Linked DNA regions of Capsicum annuum: region 1 is linked to region 2. A link is a contact called in public Hi-C data. All regions are on one chromosome and are shown on one strand. The core of a region is the stretch at or near the end of the contact, and the rest is flanking DNA. Distances in the headings are between cores, read along the strand shown.

Region 1 (7,307 bases), core at 4,465-6,964, 240 kb after region 2:
CCTTGAACTTTTGGTTTGAATTTCGGTTCTTGAAGTGGTTTACCCGCCCTTGGAGAAGACAACAACAATACTGTAGCCCTTTTCACCTTTCAAAAAGGTTTGACTTTTCTTACATCTTTTAGGCAAGACACCTTTTTGAGGGGTTGGTGGACTTTTTCTCTTTTGGACACCTAGGAAAGTGGTCTTTCTTTCTTTTGGTAACTAGTCTTTTTGGCAGATCTTTTATCTCCCTTCCCTTTTGGTAGATTTTTGGGGACTAGTTTCCAGACAAACATAAGGGTTTCTCTTCCCACTACTTGGGTTTGGATCAAACAACACTATTAAAGAGTCTTCTTGCAACTATACATGAATATTGGTCTAAAACAACAAGAACATTCAATAGAAGTTTGAATACCAAGTCTCACGTTGAGCTCTAAGAACCAACAACACCTTTTTCAAACTTAAAACCCACAAAAAATACCAACAACACGAGTTCAAACCACACCTTCAAATTCCAGTCCACAACAACAACACCAAAACACACCAACAATGTTCAAGTGTGGAACCGTAACAACAATACCAACAAGAATCGTTCAAGCTCAACTTGGATCTTGACTCAATGGTGTTAGTGAAGAAAGAATATAACACAAGAAACAACAAAACAAGTAAAAATACACCTAGGTATAGACTCAAACTCGTCCAAGACAACTACAACAACACAATTTCGGTCAAGACACAAAAATGGACAAATTTGCTTCTTTTTTATTTTTCAGTTTTCTAACACCTTTTTTTTTATTTTCAAGTTTACGAGCCTAAGATTGATCTTATGGGAACAAGATCAAGCCATGCTCTAATACCAAATCATACAAGAAAGAGCACGGAAGGCATAAAAACTACCCAAAATAGTCCACAAATTGAGAGCAACCCGAGAACCCCTGAGTGATACTTTTGGCCAACAATAACACAAGTATCACGAATTTACAAGGTGTTTTAACACAAAAACAACAATACAACAATAACAAGATGAAAACAATACACACAAGATTCAGATTTAATAAGAACAAACGATTACAAGATACAAACACTAACACAATTGCAAGAAAGATAAAAATAGATAGTGAGACATAGGTTATTACAAAGAATAGGAACTAAAGAGTATATTAAACTCAACAACACCACACTCTTATGGTGACCGCCAAGAGAATCAACTCACCTCAAGACCCATTGTTTCCAAGCAAAGAACAATATTGACTTTTCTAAGCCCTAAACTACAATGGCTAATACAAGCCCTAACTAAGAACTACACTAAGGTGGTCTACTCTCATGAGACAGGATTTTCAACGTCTTATATTTTCATCATTAAAAAACTAAAGAAAAAAGACCTAAAAAGACTATAAATAGTATATTACACAAGAAGGAAAAAATGATTCCAATGCCCTTAATGAGGTGGGGTGACCATGGAGTGTGATTTAGACAAGTCTAAATGACTAAAATGCCCTGAATAAAGGGAACCAAAACCGTGAACCACTAAGTATGGCCTAAACCCGAGAGTCCTCAAGTCTTCAAGGCTCCAAGCAATCATCCACACTCGGGTTTGTTTAATGGCATGCTCAAGACGACCCCTTCAAGTATGACCCCGGGCCCTCCATGTGATCAAAGCTTGATTCTTCACGTAGTAACTTTGAATAATGCCATCGAAAGCTAAGGCGGTCATTTGACTTGTATCACTATTAGTAAATTGAGTTGGTACACAAGTAATCCCAATCAAACTTATTGGATGACAATGAAAAGAGTTTTGGGATATCTAAAATATATTCAAGACTATGTTTTGCATTATAATAAATATTCAATGGTAACTAAAGGGTATAGTTATGCAAAATTGGATAACCAAATCGAATGAAGTAAAATTCACAAGTGGATATGTATTTACTTTAGGTGGAAGAGCAATCTCTTGGAAATCATCCAGACAGACATGTATTGCCCGCTCTATAATAGAATCTGAATTTATCGCGTTAGATAAAACCTATGAAGAAGCTGAATGGCTTTGAAATTCCTTAAAAGATATTCCTTATTGACCCAAATCTTTAGCACCAATATGTATATACTGTGATAGTCATACGGTGATGGTACGGCAGAAGCATGATGTACGATGGTAAATCTCGTCATATAAAACGAAGATATAATAACGTTAGAGAACTACACTTTAGTGGAATTATCATTGTTGACTATGTGAAGTCAAAAGATAATGTGTCGAATCCACTTACAAAAGGCATATCTAGAGAGTGAGTTGAGAGACCATCAAAGAGAATGGGTTTAAGGCCTAGGACAAGTCAGCATGATGGTAACTCTATCTAATAGACTGGAGATCCCAAGAGTTAGGTTCAAGAAGATCAAACAAAATTGTGACTGGCGGTTCAACATTGTCAAGATACTCAACCCATTTCATGATGAAGACAATGTTCATAGAATAAGGATAAGACTTATGGTTTGAAGCTTTTTAATGGTTTCTAAGTTTGACAGGTTTGACCAAATAGTTTGATCTATATAATTAACGTTTAGAAATCACCTATGTGAGGACAAAGTGGAAATCACTTCAAGGAGAATGTAAGTAAAAGCCTATTCTCTACGCTCTCATGAAATCAGGACGTGTTCATGGCTGAAACGAACAAAACCGTGAGAATCATAAATGGTTAATGGTTGGTTCTGTAACTTGTGTAGTCTAGGTGTACATTACAGTTTGACGGTTCAAAGATATCACATCTACCGTTAATCGAGTGCATCCGATGCATGTTCACTACGAAAAGTTCAAAGGAAAAAATATTTATCCCGATGCAATCAGTCTTTCCTTGTTGATCACACACTTGTCGTTATATTCTTTTTTTAATAATATAGTCATTCCCCATTTGTAAGAGGTGTGAATGAAAAAATGACTAGCTGTTTTTTTAAAAAAGACACCAAGAGAAATGATGCAATTTGAATAGGAACCTTTTCACTTTGGATGATTATAACCTTTCTAATGGGTTGTGACTTTTTCGAAGAGTTACACTTTTTCCGAAGAATTGCACCTTTATAAAGAGGTGCACCTTTTTTGAACCATTGCTTCTCTTCAGGAAGTAACACCTTGATGACTATAAATACATGAATTTTACCTCAGGTAAAGAAAAGATTTTAAGTTGGAAAAACAATCTTCTTCCTCTTCTAAAAACTCTTGTGTGATCATCAAGAGTTCGAAGTTTCAAAATATTTGAGGTACCGCTATTTTCTTAAAGAGATCATTTTATCCTACAAGAAAAGATTTCATAACCTCGAGTACTTGAGGAGAATAAATTCCTTAAGGATATATCGTGAAATCGATGGACTTTATTACATTTTCTGCTTCATCTTTACTTCTTAAAGTCGATAAACACTTCATTTTGATAGTTCATTTGATTATTCATTTGAACTTGTGTTTGAAGTTGTTGGAACTTCATTTTAGTTCTTGAAATAGTTCTTGAACTTAATGTTGAAGTTCGTATTAAAATATACATATTTTATAACTGCAATAATAATTTTTTATCAGCAAAAAAATTATCAGGCTCAATGATCCACCAAAATGATGAGACCTTAAAAGCTGTTTTGTCCAAGTGGATGTTAGCGGAGGGTCCTATCAATCGGAGAAAATAATGTCATTTGGGAGGAAAGAAAAGCGCAATGTGTGTTTTCTATTACAAATGTAAAAACTGCTTTGTTCTGCTTTTATTGAAAGAGTGAAAATGACTCAGAGCTAAAGCCAATTTTTGACCTACTGGTATTTGGTTTACATTTTCTAAGTTGGATAATATGGATATGATCCATATTTAATCCGAAACCCGTTTTTAACTAAGCAGATACTTAGATTTTTTTAAATTCATTTTACCAATACTAATTTACAGTCCACAGATAAAATATTAAACATAAATATCCAAAAATACATCAGGATGTGACTTGTATAAGTATCGAAGAGAAATCCTGATAGATCTAATTATCAACTACAAATCAAAATCATAGTTCTATAGATCTTGCTAGAAACATTTCAAATTGCAGATATGTTAGGAATATTGTTGATACTTAATATGTGATTGATTTAATCTCACAATGATAAAAGTATTGAATCTAAAATTCTTTTATTCATAATTACCATCAATGGGTTGGTATAAATCTATGGGTACACTGATCTTCGTGTGAGATTTCTTTTATAACTCGATTTCTACTCATCCTCTTGAAAAGTATGTCGACATTATCTGATAAAAATATATTGAATCTAGAATTCTTTTATTCATAATTACCATCAATGGGTTGGTATAAATCTATTGGTACACTGATCTCCGTGTGAGATTTCTTTTATAACTCAATTTCTACTCATCCGCTTGAAAAGAGACCTCTCTAGTTCAAGAGTTTAAAAAGACTCCTAGCATGGGAAGGACCACTTTAGAAGGAGATAAGCTAAAACAATCTTATATACGGATCTTAGACTAGATCTAAAGAAAATTGGGCAATAAGTACTTGTTAGAATGAATGAGGTTGTTGTTCAAAGCTAGTGTTATTCACGAAGTCATAAGAATAACATATGCCCGAGATTTTTGGCTATTATCAATGAAGGTAATAGAATATATACTCAGAATTGATCGAGTTATTAACACGTCACCTCTTATTATTTACACAAAAGTAATGATATCCCAATCTTCTCTTTTTTGTCCTTATCTTTTTTCTCCTCTCTAGCTGTCCAAGGTGAATATTTATGCTTAAGCTGTCTATTATGATGAGGTTTGGTACAAATGATTGGATTGCTAGATGAGGCATATCTACTGATCTTTTATGTCCTTTACGTAATCAGGAGAATGAAATTGACTGCCTACTCTTCCAATAAACTGTACATAAGCATGTTCTTTAAAGTGGTCTCAGCTAATATTTATGACCCACTTTGAATATGTATAAATAAGCATTTAAATTTATATAAAATTGAACAATGAGATACATGTGTTCTATGTGGCAGAATACAAGTAGGACACAAATTGGCCGTGTAGAACACCACATAGGACGCATGTGTCCACTTGTTCAACTTTTTACAAATTTAAATATCTACTAGTGCGCATCCAAAGTTGGAGGTAGATACAAATCAAAGCCAAGTTACAAAATATATTTATGTATTAATAAATGATAATAAAAGAATCCCAAAGAAAGTCCGAGAAAAATATTTTATTGAAAGTGAGTAACACAAGCCAAAAGAGAAAGTAGCATTGACAAGAAAATTATTTTCTTGTTTCATTTAGTTTTGGTGGAAACTTTTAAGAAAAAATCCAACACAACATTTTTAATCCAAATTGTTCGAAGATTTCTTTAATAGCAAAGATCAATCGTGATGTAAACATGCATAATCTTGGCACTATCAAAGAATTTTTAAACACGGACTCTCGTTATCAAGTTCGTCTTGAATCCAAACTTCACGATTTAATCATTAGTAAAATCAAAGTCAATTGAAGTAGTACTGTGAAGAAATTAAAACCTTTCTCATATCTATCAAGCTAACAAGTACTCACCATCCTTGATTAAAGATTTCAAATAGAAAAGAAATCAGCTTTGACAAGGAGGTTTTATCCCCAAAGTGGAACTTTCCGATTTAACATTTAATACCGGCCACGAGCCCCAAAACAGGTACTGGACTCCAAACGAGAAACTACAAAAAAATATTTCCAATGTTAGGAATGAGAAGTAACGAACCTACATACCTAGGACCATCACATATGCAGGAAAGCTTTAGTTGCTTCTGAAAAAACACCTTTCAGTTCCACGTGTAGAAAATAGACTCGTACAAGATTAACGTTGGATGTGGACTATATGGATGCGGACTTCATTGATCTTTAATATAGATTAGCTCCTTTCTCATTCTACTTTGCATAGGAAATTAGTTGCTTCTTGTTCCTACTATACTAACAAATGCTATACATTTTTGGGTAGATATTGGCAAACTTTAAAACACATATAATAGGAAATAAAGTTGCACAAATTAGATTGCAGTTCAATAAGCAATAAACTGGCCATACACTGCCAAACGATGTTTGCTCACACTCTTCAAAAATGTCTATATTGGATTCTCAAAAAGTAGTACATTTTCTAAGGATCCAATATGAGTGTCACAAAAAATTTTCCGAGTCCAAGCACCATAGCTGGCAGACAATGATAGCCTCTATTACATGGTACCTTTCCGTGTACTGTGACGCTTTAACCGTGCGGAGTACTCAGACTAAGTCCATTGAGATCTATAGATCATTTTTTTTTATAACCGTGGTGTCTAGGCCGGTTTGCGGGCGCCTCACTAAATCCACGAGATACCTGCCACCTCCCACCAGCAACAGGTACCAGATAACTCTGTCCACCAAGGCTAGAACAGATGGGAAGGAAACACCTAGTGTTTGTCTCTGCTGAGAATTGAACCGGAGACCTCATGGTGCTCATCCCAACTTCATCGAACCACTTGGTACCTTTCCGTGTACTATGACACTTTAGCCGTGCAGAGTGCTCAGACTAAGTCCATTGAGATCTATAGATCATTTAGATACATTAAAAAGCCAAAATTCGAATCTTACATTCTCATCCAGCACCTCAGGTTTTCTCCTTCCAACTGGCCACCTACTTCTTTATATTTTGTATTTAAAATTTTGTTCAACATGTACGAATAATCTTTCTAGAACCCAATAAGCCAAAAAAATTGTGGACCAGAACCGACAAACAAAATCCTAGCTCTGCCTCTGGCAGAGACTGTTTTCTATATGGTAAGGTTTTAGCTTGTTTCCAGATCATTATGCCCGTCCGGCTTGTTAAGGCTGCGTCAACTGTTTTCAGAATGACCCAATATGGACCAAAAAGTAAGATAAAAGCACTCATATATGCAATATGCAGAAATAAAGGTTTAGGAATCAACAGTCATTACTACTGATAAGCATCTGCTGAATATATCTCTATGAATTCGCTATCCATCCAAAGCAGGAGTGTGGCCTTACTGTTCCGAAGTATATGCACATAACCCCTGAATTCTATGAAATTGACTCTTTTCATAAGATAGGATCCTCACACATTACCTTCTTATGTAGCTAAGTTACTCTGTCCATCTCCAGCAATCCCTTCAAAATATGCTGCCCCATAAGTCTCAATTGCTCCTGCGAGCATATTGCGGCATTAGGATCTACTGCTTCCTGAAATACATGCTTCTAGGGAAATCTATCCAATCCAAGCATCTAGATGGAGATTCCATTCTTCTGCAATTCCACATATTAAAACTTAGAGAAGCATAGAATGAGCAACAAAACAATAAC
Region 2 (7,522 bases), core at 1,613-4,112:
ATGGCAAGTGATACATTCTCTTGGATGCGCTAAAGTATCAGTGTCTTTACTGGGAGCCTCTTAGCTGTAACGTAAATATATAATTAAGATGTAATATATTACTGATTATATATCCAACATACTGACCAAGTAAGACAAACATCATAATTTTTAAAGTTCCAAGGTGAAAAAACAAGTGACATAATGAACGTCAAGATTAATTAAGTCTAGTAATCATAGTAATCATCATATTACAGTCTCCCAACCTTAAACACTATGTAACTTATCGGAGAACCAAACAACCCCTTGAGGTTCTGCACTTTGGTACCAAAGGTTAGAGAAAACATGGAACCACAATGTCAATAATAAGGATGAGGGGGTCCATGAGACAGTTCTAGACATCTATGAAACAAGTCAACATTATGACATATAAACCGAAAACTATAACCCGATTTAAATGCACAACACATGCTTTATATATACATTATGCATTAAGTACACATGAAGGTGGAACATCTGTTACACTTGATAGTTTGTTTCACCAACACAACAACATTGTCCTTCATCCTATTCTCCTTTCATGTTTTGCCTTTGGTTCACATTTTGTCCTAAAGTTGAAACAATGAAAGAAAGGGAAATGAGCATAGGATTGACAGGATATTATCAACTGTAACAGAAATAATACCTGAGTCCACTACAAGAGATGGGGAAGTACGAGCTCTAGGATGATGATGATAATGACCATGATGACTTGGCACTCGACTGGCAATAGAAGTTAGAGCAAGGCCTAAAGATTAGAGCTCCACATCAGTAAAGTCCCATAAAGTCCTAAAAGATGGCGTGGAAAGAACAATTCTTAATGCCTTGAGATGCAAGGGCAGGAGCAGGGGTACTAGAGAAAATCAGATGTGGTTTAAAGGTTTATAAGAGAAAACAATTAAAAAGTCCTAAATCCAGCTACAACCAATATCTTTGCTTGTCTGCAGACTACCCAAACGAAATCGACCTCCACAAGCATCTCAACAAAATAAAAAAAAAATTACTCCACTAAAAATGAAATTACGGAGAGCAGCAGAAAGTAGTAGAGCAAGGAAAGAAAGAAGAAAGAAAGCATCAGAGGTAGCATCTTCTCTCTCTACAACACAATTTCCAAACACCATCCTCAATATCAAACCCCTCCAAACTAGAACAACATTCTCCCAGCTTCTCTAGGATTGTACTCATGCTGAAAATTCCAAAAATACCCTCTATGAACTTCCTTTACTTAAACCCAAAGGATCACATGTCTAAAAACCCTAGCTAAATCCAACTCGACAAAGTAGATTAAGATATCGATTTCTGAACAATCAAGATGTTATCGTAAATAGAAATGCAAATTAGAATTTAAAAGTTAGTTAAATACAGTGTTGGTACAGTAGTTGAGTTCCAGAAATTAGTTAAAAGCAGTTAGTGGAGTCTGTTAGCTACAACTATTCAGTTAGTTAGAATAACTAATCAACTTCTATTTTCTATTAATAGTTGATGTAATCACTCAACTACAGTAGGATATGAAATAAACCCATTCCTTCTTTCTTAATTATCTCTATCTTTCTCTTTGTTTCTTCTTCTTTTTCTTCTTCTATGATTGTATCCTCGAGTTAACTCCTGGACAATCAACTCGATCCTCGAATCCTTATGGTTCCTGCAATTGAGTAACATTGGTATCAAAGCCACTCAACCTCGACAACAATGGTGAAAGGAGCAAGAGTAACTGGTGACTCAACTTCAGAAACTGCTACTGCAAAAATTGGGGATTTATGTGAGATGCTGCAGAGCTTGGTAACAGAGGTAGGACATTTAGTTGGCAAGGTTTCATCATTGAAGAATTTGGATCATGCTGTTACGGAATTGAAACAACAATTGATGGGGGAAAATAGGGGGAACACCATTCCGTTGGTGCATAAAGAGACACAGGACCATGAAAGTGGAATGAGGAATCGCAGAAAAAAGGATAGGAGCCCTAATTTTGGTAATAATTCTCCTTTTCATGTTGCTTCGGATTTTCAACAATCGCATTTCATGCGATGGCCAAGGATGGATTTCTTGAAATTTTCTAGGGATGACCTTCGATCTTGGTTGTTCAAAATTGAGCAGTTCTTCTCTATGGAGAATATTGCAGCTGATGAGAAGGTTAACATTGCATCATTACAATTGGAGGGTGAAGCAATCCAATGACATATTTCTTTTATGAGGTATAGACAGTACTCATAAACTATCAGTTGGAAGGAGTATGTTGGTGCTTTAGTGGAGAGATTTGGGATTGATTTTGATGATCCCATGGAAGAGATTAAAAAGGTTAAGCAGACAGAAAATGTAAGGGAATATCAAGCAGTTTTTGAAAGAATTTTGACAAGAGTGAACCTATCAAAAGAGAATGCTATCAGTTGCTATATTGGGGGCTTGAACAAGTTTACTGTAAAAAACAAGTATCCAATCCCTATTGTTAAGGACTTTTTAGATGAGCTAGGTGGATCCAAGGTCTTCTCTAAAATTGATTTAAGGTCAGGATATCATCAATTGAGGATGGCTAAAGAAGATGTTCCTAAGATTGTTTTTAGAACTCATTCGGGATATTTTGAGTACTTAGTCATGCCTTTTGGATTATCAAATACCCCTGCAACCTTTCAAGGGTTGATGAACTCTGTATTTTAAAAGATTTTGAGGAAATATCTGTTGGTTTTATTTGATGATATTTTGATTTATAGTAGAACTATGGAAGAACATGTGGTACATCTGAAGTCTATATTTTTGAAAATGGTTGAGCATCAGTTATTTGCTAAGAAAAGCAAGTGCTTCTTTGGTGTTCATAGGATTGAGTATCTTGGTCATTTTATCACTACTGAAGGTGTTTCTATTGACCCTCAGAAGATACAGGCTGTCAGGAATTGGCCTAAACCTACTACATTGAAGCAGTTAAGAGGTTTTTTTAGGATTGACTGGTTATTACAGGAGATTCATCCAAGGTTTTGGAGTTATCTGCAAGCCTCTTACTAATTTGACAAAGAAGGAGAGGTTCAAATGGAATTCTGATGCTCATGATGCATTTGTATAGTTGAAAGATACATTAACTCAATCTTCTGTCCTGGCTTTACCTGATGCTAGCAAGCCAATTATTGTGGAAACTGATGCGAGCGGATATGGTATTGGTGTTGTATTGATGCAAGAAAATCACCCTATAGCTTTTATTATCAAGGATTTGTCTCCAAAACATGCTGTATTATTCGTATATAATAGGGAACTCCTTGCTATTGTTCAGGCTGTTACTAAGTGGTCACAGTATCTTTTAGGTCAGAAGATTGTACTCAGAATTGATCAAAAGGCATTGAAGTTCTTAATGGAACAAAAATTGCATACAAATTCACAATTGTTATGGCTAACTAAATTGATGCCATTTGACTACACTATTGAGTATAAAAAGGGTGTTGAAAATAAAGTGGTTGATGCCCTCTCAAGGGTCACTGGTGCCGAGTTACTTGCTCTTATTATTTCTCCTACCAATACAGATCTGTTTGATGCTATTATAGACAGTTGGCATACTGATCCTGAGCTCAAGAAGCTAATTGGAGACTTATAGGTTGACCCTTCTTCTCATAAATAATTCACTTGGTTACAGGGTCAATTAAGAAAGAAAGGTAAATTAGTGATTGGTAAAGTTCTGAGTCTGAGAACTGATATCATAACTCTATGGCATGCTGGTCCTCATGGAGGTCATTCGGGATTGGAAGCTACTCTCAAGAGGTTACTAACTCTATTCTATTGGAAGAACATGAGAATAGAAGTGAAGGAATTCATTCAAAGGTGTGACGTATGTCAGAAAAATAAATCAAATCTTACTGCTTACCTTAGTTTACTGCAACCTTTACCCATCCCTGAGATAGTATGGTCTCAAATTAGGATGGATTTCATTGATGGTTTACCCAAATCTCATGGATATGAGGTCATTTTGGTAGTGGTTGACAGATTGAGCAAGTATGGCCATTTTCTTCCCCTGAAACATCCTTATACAGCTCACTATGTCGCTTAGGTGTTCCTCGATAATATTGTGAAGTTACACGGTCTACCAGATGCTATTACAAGTGATAGGGATGTTTTCCTCAGCTCCTTTTGGCAGGAACTCTTAGGCCTTCAAGGTGTGTTGCTGCATACTTCCACAGCCTACCATCCTTAATCGGATGGTCAAACTGAGGTGCTGAACAAATGTCTTGAGACCTATTTAAGATGCTACTGTAGTGATGATTCCTCTAATTTGTCTGCCTGCTTACCGATGGCCGAGTATTGGTATAATACTTGTTTTCACTTGGCTATTCAGACTACTCCTTATAAGGCATTATATAGTCCTCCTCCTCCTCTTCATCTTCCTTATCTACTAGGTGAATCAGCTTCTACTGATGTTGACACGACACTACTTAATAGGGAGCTTAAGCTGCAACTATTGAAGCACCACTTGCTCAGGGTTCAAGTGAGGATGAAACAACAGGCTGATTCACATAGGAGTGATAGACATTTTGATGTTGGAGACTGGGTCTACTTCAAAGGTACAACCCTACAATCAAGCTACTATCTCGCAACACTCTAATCATAAGCTGGCGTCCAAGGATTATGGACCATTTCAGATCATAAAAAGGGTTGGTCCTGTGGCCTACACTCTGTTGTTACCTACTTCTGTCAAAATCCACCCTATGGTTCATATTTCCTTGTTGAAAAAGTGTTATGAAGTACCTACCACTATATCTTACCCACCTACTGGGATTTGGCTAATCCAAACTGTCCTCAGCCTGAGTCTGTTTTGCAAAGACGGATGATCAAGAAAGGCAACAAAGCTGTTGCTCAGGTGTTGGTGAAATGGATTGGTCTTCTTACTGATGCAGCCACCTGGGAATTTTTTACTGTGTTAAAGACTCATTTTCCATCTTTTGTCGTAGGACAAAGATCTTGTATTAGGGGGGAGTACTGTTATCGTAAATAGAAATGGAAATTAGAATTCAAAAGTTAGTTAAATGCAGTGTTGATACAGTAGTTGAGTTCCAGAAATTAGTTAAGAGCAGTTAGTGGAGTCTATTAGCTACAACTGTTCAGTTAGTTAGAATACTAATAACTGATCAACTTCTATTTTCTATTAATAGTTGATGTAATCACTCAACTACAGCAGGATATGAAATAAACCCATTCCTTATGATTGTATCCTCGAGTTAACTCCTGAGCAATCAACTCGATCCTCGAATCCTTGTGGTTCGAGCAATCGAGTAACACAAGAGCTTTAGATTTGATGCAATAATATTCAGGCATTCAGTGCCACGACAATACTTCAAGTTTAAATTATCAATCCAGGGGGCATTGATAACACAACCACCTGAGGTTGACACAAAGGTTATTTCTTACAGATTGAGGCTTACAAGATTTTGGAAGCCAAGAAAGAAAAATACAGTTGAAGAGTTGCAAATGTGTCAAAGTTGGACAATTGAATACATATGAAGGGATTTTATAAATAGTATTATCGGACATGTTAAGAGTTAGTTCCTTAACACTAATTCTGGTGACAAATCGGATCCATCTGTCAATAACTTCAAATGAAGAAAAAAATAATTTCCTTAAAAACATCAAGAACAAACTTCACAATGTCTCCAATATGTTGCAAGAGAATGTAATCTGCCATTTCTTTGAAGATAAATCGAGATTCTATTAACAATTTTCTGCAAAAGACCTTATCCAGCACTAGATATGGAAACATGGACAAATATTTCTCCAGAGTCCAGTCCGAAGTGATTAAATGTACCAAAAACTGTCTATCCCTCTCTAATGCATGAACCAATGAATAAATTAAAAGGGCTAGCTAGCGTACCTGTTTTACACAATTCAAGTCGCTCATGAATCACAATACTCTCAAAAACCATGAGCACTACGGTAATATATTGATGACAATAGTCAAACTACTTTCGCTGCTAGTAATAAGTAACCACCTTACACGCCTGTAGTATGCAACTTGAAGTAGTGCAAGGCGCACTATAACAAAGAGAAAGTAGATACCACCTTTCTGCTCAGGTATAAATTGCGAGAATAACCTACTCAATATGATCTGCAACAGACACAAAGTTGCTAGAAATTATCAGCGCGAACGTCAAATGCCTCATAACTTCAGAATCCCAATCTATTTGACCATTTAGCATTTTGCTCATAAGTACGAACAACAAAAAAATTGCTTCCTCCAAGCTACTTTTAGGAGCTGTTGAACCCCATGCTTGAAATTGAGTAGGAACCTCAACTTCAACCCTTCCAAAGAGTAAAGTAGCCGCTAAGTCTTTTTGTGTATAGGCCAATCTTTGAGGATCCAAATTCCAGTGATCAAGTATCTAGCTACTTGAATCAATAAATAATAATATGACCAACATTAATATTCCATAAATGAAAACCTGCATCTAAATTGTAAAATTATAGTAATGTAGGACACTATATGGACTGCATAAATTCTATCCTCCCCAAACTTCACTATGTGGGAATATAATGGGTATGTTATTGTTGTTGTTAGACGACAACTTATGAACTATAAACCAAATAAATATGTGGGAACTATTTTCTATTCTATAGTAAGCCAATAACTTGATAACATAACAAAGTTCACCAATCGAACCAAGATAAAAGTCTGCATTGAATTACGCTACCATCTTCTTCATTAATTGGGAATGCTCCATTCACACACTGCTAAGTGGAGTCGTGAATATAGTTTAGAAAACTAATCTTTCCTGTACTGAAAGGTTTATTTGGCAATGAAGACAAAGAACTTTAAAATTAACAAACGATATTAAAACCAATCAAATAAAAACATTATTATTCACTTGACTCATTATTTGTTAGAGAGAAAATGATATCAACATCAAAACATTATTAGCATTTTTGCTTTTTGAAGCCAGTCCCTCATAGCTCTGTCTTGACTTGGAAAAATGTAAAAAAGAGCAGAATTAACTTACCCACCCAAAATCTTAATTTTAACTCGACTACCTTTACTGAGAAGTGAGTCTATTATTTGTCAGTCGAGCAAAGTTGTGCATCCTAATGTGCTTAATTTTTCAACTAAGAGGATGTTGCATTGGATGTGTGGTTTTACAAGGGCTGACAGGGTTAGGAATGAGAGTATTCGAGAGAAGGTGGGAGTGATGTCGGTGGAGGATAAATTGCGGGAAGTTAGGTTGAGATGGTTTGGCCATGTGATGAGGAGAGGCACGGATGCCCCGGTTCGTAGGTGTGAGAGATTGGCCTTGGACAGTTTCAAGCGGGGTAGGGGTAGATCGAAGAAATACTGGAGGGAAGTGATTAAACGTGACATGGAGCAGTTACAGCTGATTAAGGACATGACCCAGGATAGGAATAGGAAGGTATGGAAGGTATGGAGGAAAAACATTAGGATAGAGGGCTAAGGTGTGTGGTTGAGTCGTCAGCAGTAGGTAGGAGGGCTTTGGTGTCCTTGTTTGACAGTGTTCAAGATTGTTGGTGGATGTCATACCTATATTAT

The links. A called contact is a pair of places that touch in the nucleus more often than the background predicts.
Region 1: a Hi-C map of leaf shows a contact between it and region 2, with 1.7 times the contacts expected there. The contact joins two enhancer-like sites. A contact is called at or near these places in 2 of 5 Hi-C or Micro-C datasets (leaf and placenta).

What each region holds. Positions count from the first base shown.
Region 1 is chr10:18,610,862-18,618,168 of UCD10Xv1.1, forward strand. It overlaps LOC107845399 (protein FRIGIDA-ESSENTIAL 1), which reads right to left. Exons shown (of 7, transcript XR_007046147.1): 6 at 7,074-7,250; 7 at 5,420-5,671. Among protein-coding and RNA genes, the nearest start is that of LOC107845399, 33 kb to the right of the region's middle. Within about 2 kb of position 5,715, at least 4 of the 5 cell types and tissues checked have an H3K27ac peak or open chromatin away from gene starts, as enhancers often do. A contact at or near this core is called in leaf, where this site is marked.
Region 2 is chr10:18,368,734-18,376,255 of UCD10Xv1.1, forward strand. It overlaps LOC107845698 (a long non-coding RNA gene), which reads right to left. Exons shown (of 4, transcript XR_007046145.1): 2 at 5,858-6,369; 3 at 665-766; 4 at 180-587. Among protein-coding and RNA genes, the nearest start is that of LOC107845698, 5.6 kb to the right of the region's middle. Within about 2 kb of position 2,863, at least 1 of the 5 cell types and tissues checked has an H3K27ac peak or open chromatin away from gene starts, as enhancers often do. A contact at or near this core is called in leaf, where this site is marked.